Regions from separate parts of the Zea mays genome. Here region 2 is linked to region 1. A link is a contact called in public Hi-C data. All regions are on one chromosome and are shown on one strand. The core of a region is the stretch at or near the end of the contact, and the rest is flanking DNA. Distances in the headings are between cores, read along the strand shown.

What was found. Hi-C and Micro-C count contacts between places; a contact is called where the count stands out from the background.
Region 2: a contact with region 1 is called in a Hi-C map of ear, with 2.0 times the contacts expected there. The contact joins the promoter of LOC100216593 here to the promoter of LOC103637683 in region 1. A contact is called at or near these places in 2 of 25 Hi-C or Micro-C datasets (bundle sheath and ear).

What each region holds. Positions count from the first base shown.
Region 1 is chr1:98,008,834-98,011,388 of Zm-B73-REFERENCE-NAM-5.0, forward strand. It overlaps LOC103637683 (VAN3-binding protein), which reads left to right and starts at 1,274. Exons shown (of 9, transcript XM_020546436.3): 1 at 1,274-1,382.
Region 2 is chr1:98,230,985-98,233,539 of Zm-B73-REFERENCE-NAM-5.0, forward strand. It overlaps LOC100216593 (Eukaryotic translation initiation factor 3 subunit B), which reads right to left and starts at 1,279. Exons shown (of 11, transcript NM_001360043.1): 1 at 1,052-1,279; 2 at 1-182. The coding sequence starts at 1,173.

The sequences.
Region 1 (2,555 bases), core at 24-2,523:
CCAGCTAAGCTCTAGGCAAAGTCAGCATCCACATGGATAGGGAGTATGGTGGTTTTATGGTAGTTGATAGTGAGCCCGGTTGCCAAGGCAAAGTCATTGAGAGCAATCTTTATGCCGGTGAGGGCTCCCACATATGCCTAATAAAAAATAAGTGTGTGTTCCATGTACTGAAGAATGGGACAGGGAGCACCATCCGACATCTAGTCGCACCAACGACGAGAGAAGCCCCGGTGGAGAAGGATTTTGATAAGGCTCCCCCAATTAACCGAATCAAAGGCTTTATGCAAATCAACTTTAAAGATGGCAGAGAGGATTTTGCTACCATAATAGTAACATAGAATATCCATGGCATATGCATAATTCTTGGCTATGTTCCTTTTTTCACAAAGCCAGTCTGATCACCCCGAACAAGATCCGGAATATGCTCATGTAACCTTCGAGTGAGGACTTTAGAGATGGCTTTGGCTGGGCAGTTTTGGAGGCTAGTAGTGCGAAAATCAACATGAGTCCTAGCTGTCCCTTCCAGAACATATCTTTTTTTTCTTTAATATGTACGAGCGAGGACATCTTTAGGTAGTGTTTGGTTCGGTGTTAATAAGGGATGAGACGGGATCAACCCTAGGCTGACTTCATTCCTTATTTTTTGAGGAATGACCTCATACACCATTTTTGAAGAATATTTCTTAACCTGACTCTAGACCTCCAAACAAAACGCGGGTTAAATTAGAATGATCTCATCCCATCGTTTTTCGTCCTTCCTCGTCCTTCCATCCAAACATTAATGACTTGACAAAAAGTCCATTAGGGGACAAAAAGGGAGTGCGTTTCCTGAGCGAAGTTAATAAGATGGGTGACAATTTTGCAGTCCTGCTCCCGCCGACGAATGGAATCGGTCGTCCTACTCCATTTCCGTCAATAAGATGGGACCGGTAGCCGGTGTCGTCCATGTCCATGCCTGCGCGTCGGAAACAGAGCGCGTCCCGTGCCCATTCCAGTACTCTCGACTCTCGTGCGCACCTCGTATGCAGTATGAGCGTTACCAAGGCACACCGGTGGACAGCACAAAAGGGGTTGGGCTTTTTTTTTTGTAGCCCACGGTCTTGATGCAGGTCCAGGAAGACAGCACACAGGTCAGCCAGCCATTGGTTGGGCGTGTGGGCCGGCCGGGCCCCCTGTTACGTTTCTGAATCTCTCTGAAAACGGCCACATGATTTCGCGCCCTGAAACCCGCGATTACGGCAACGACTAAATAGAAACTGAAAGTGTACTGTATACCCTACACAAGCGTAAGCGTAACCCGCGTTCGTCTTCGTCGACCCCAGTCCCAACAGAGGTTCTCCCCACTGCCCAAACGGAGAAGATCAGAAGAAGAAGGGGAAAAGGTCAGTCAGTACGTCTACCCCTCCTCCGCCCCGTTGTTTGATTCCTTCCTCACGCCGCCTCCGTTCCTTTCCTAGTCCGTCCATGATAGGCCAGGCCTAAAGTACTATGGATGACCAGGAGAAGCAAGTCGATCTCGCGTCGATAGGGGCGCGGGAGCATGTGGTCTCGCCCTGATCGCTGGATCGCTTGTCGCCAGGTCCATCTCCATCCAGTCAGCTCCTGCAGTTAAGCATCAGCCCCTCGGTTTCGAAAGTCGTCTAGCTTCCGGGTCGCAACTGATCGAGGGTACCAGGTCGCAACTGATCATTGGTCCCGCCCGCCGCACACACGTCAGTTCTATACCACAAGTAGCAATGGAGCTTCGAAGTCGGAGCCTCTTTAGAGGGAGCCAGCCCAGATCTGTGCATTCTGTTTCCCACTTGGGGCTGATGGGTATATTCGGAGTGACCTGGAGATTACTACTAATACTACTACTAGTTAATTGCTTCCTGCCAAAGCTACCGCCCTTCCTTCTCACCTTTCGGCCGCTACACACTCATCTACAATCACTGCTAATCCATGCATGCATCACAGTAATTAATCATCATCCCTGCCTCTGCCTCTGCCTTGTAAAAAAAACTAGACTCACTGTCATAACAATCGTCGTCGTCATCATCATCATCTACATGCATGATCGGCATCTGATCTACTACTTTTTTTGTCTCAGCGCGCTAGCCACGCGAGCGGCGTTGCAGATCTTGTTCACTCATGCTCTATAAGTGGCAATCATAAACCGCGCCAAATCGGCCATTAGCAGGACCATCTCCCCTTGCTCCTCCACATTAGTACACATTACTCTACTTCTCACTGGTTAATTAGGTTGGTTTCGGCAAGGTCCATTCCGAAACAAGCAATGTACATGTACTTGCGCGCGGTATATATATCCTTGTTTAGTGGCCTACTTGATCACCAAGAGTTCTCACAGGGGGGAATCCGGGTCAGATAGAGATGGGGGGGGGGGGGGGGGGGGGGGGGGCAACAAAAGTATGAATTCCGAGTATAATGCGTCGTATATAGAAAGATTTTGTGGGGGGCACACTACTTATAATAGTACTGAGTAATCCGTCTAGCCCTTGGTGCATTGTGAACCCCGCATGCTTCAGCTTGTTTGGGTATGTCCTCACAATATAAAG
Region 2 (2,555 bases), core at 29-2,528, 220 kb after region 1:
CAGGCATCCATAGACCATTTTCTTTTATCGCTCCAATTTGGCTGTAGATCTTGCGTATGACATTCTCAAGCTTCTCAAACTTTTCTGGAGGAACAACTGGCAGATTGTCCACGACAATAATGTTGGACAAACCCATTTCAAGTTCTGGAAGATCCTCACCACGAAGTACCTCCTCGTCATCACTGCAAATTGTAGGGATATTATAAGCAAATAGCAAGTAGCAACAAGCAACGCTGAAAACAAATCAAGGATACTGTAACCCAGAAAATCATATAAAAGTCATCTGTACTAAATGCATATCTCAGAGCACTAAAGATTTACATTCTCATCGTGCTGGCAAGCAAAGGTATTGTCTATGCAAAACTGGTATTACTGCACCTGATTAACCTTTGTGTGGGCATGTATGGTTTCCTTCCTAAGACGCCACAACATATCTAAGCTTAGTCACTCGAATCGAAGAACTAAGTAACTAACCTTAGGCGGAAAAGTTAGGCAAGTTGTGGCGTCTTAAGCATGAAACCAAACAGGCCTCTAGCCTACTATTTCGTGAACTATGCTTACTGCACAAAATGAGCAGTCATAACAATATACTAGCAGCATATTAAACGAGACAGTCAACAATTCGGCACAAACCAGCATAAATGCTTGCAGCTGCAAACAGCAAATCAAGACTACATAGTTTTATATGATATCAGATTCTTTTGGTATTTGCCAGAGTAATATGTAAAAATAGGCGTCAGATTGACGCCCACCACAAACACAAAAAATCTAAAAACGTCTTTGGCAACCACAACACACTAGTACCAGTCCAACCACAACGGAGTACTGTCAGTCCCGAAAAAACAATCGCTCAAATTTGCTCTGCACATCAGCTGATGCCAGGACCTAGAACAGAACACACTAATATTGCACCAAACCTACAAAATCCCACCGTAGACGATCGCATCTGCGAAAAGCAGAATTAGGGCAACCAAGGCCACCACATATTAAGCGCGCTAAGCTGGCGCCTGTCACTGATTGGGACCTGACGTGAGGCGGCGCGTGCGTCTACCTGACGATGCCGAAGTCCTCGCCGGCCGGGAGGGTGATGGAGTCCAGATCGACAGCGGAGAGGTCCACCCCGAGATCCCGCGCCCGCGCCTCGATGCCCTCCATGGATACTGAGAGCGCCATCTTCTCTTACATACGACGCCTGAAACCCTCAGAGAACGAGGGATTCCTGCGCGCTGTGGTGGTGGAGGCGGTGGCGGCGGGGCGTGTACAGGAGTGCGGCGGCGCGTGTAGAATGGATGGAGGGTTTTGGTTTTGAGTCGCGAGTCGAGACTCTTCTTCTTATGACTACACGACTACACAGATGACAGGTGGGCCATGGAGAGGATCCCGATCTGCCTCTTAAGCGCTAGTTTGGGAACCACATTTTTCCAAAAGATTTAGGAATATGGATGAAAACATGACGGGAAATTTCCGTACCGTCCCGTTTCGAATACTATTTTTTCCCGATCGTTTTCGAATTGTTCAGGAACCGATTAGAAACGGTACGAAAACAATTTAGCTAGTTTTTCGATCGTTTTCGTATTTTTCGTTTCCGAGTCATGCTAATACCGTTTTATATAATATGAGATAGATCTAGCATATAATTTATTTAAGTTATAAACTTTTGTTGTGTTCAAGTGAATGAATAAGCAAAAAGCAAATGTTATAATTACTCTAACTAATATGAATGATGAAAAAGAGTTGTTTGTGTATTTCTAAATCTTAAAAATTAGGCAATACATCACTTTATTATATTTTTGATAAAACTATAAAATAGTTATCTTTCCGACTATAGTTTATCGTTTTCGAATAACCGACAATTCCGATCCCGTATTTCTACGGTTGATTTTCATTTTCGTCCCGACCAAAAAAATATGAAAACAAAAACAATTTAGCTGTTTTTTCGATCGTTTTCGACCGTTTTCATCCCTATTTAGGAAAATATGATTCCTAAACTAGCCTTAAGAAAGTTTTGTGAGCATGTTTTGCATTTGACAGATGGTAAACAAATTTTGACCCATAAAATCTAACCAGCTTTATGAACAGAGGATAGTCGTAGCAATATATGGACACCTTACTGTATATTTTAAGGTATGTAAACATTTATTTTTAGTGACGCTAACAAAAATATATAATGTTAATTGGTGTTTTTATAACAATGTATTTTATTATATTAGATAAGAAGAGAAATAAGAGATCGTGTCTCTTTATTTTTTATACTTATGAACCAATTTGATATGTCAATTGAAAGGTCCAAATTTCTATAACAAAGATGTGGTCACACTAAATATACACCTCGTAATACCATGCATTCAATCTCGTATTAAGTAAACACTAAAAACAAAAACAAACTGGATTTTCTCTTCCTAGAAAGTAACAAAACTACTCTCATTATGCTAAACATAACAAGTGTAAGATTGAAAGAAAAACAATTACACAGTTGCTTAAATGGTTATACTAATCACAGCACAAATAAATCAGAGTTGGGGAGAGCGTGAAGTGACACTTTTCCTACATTAGGC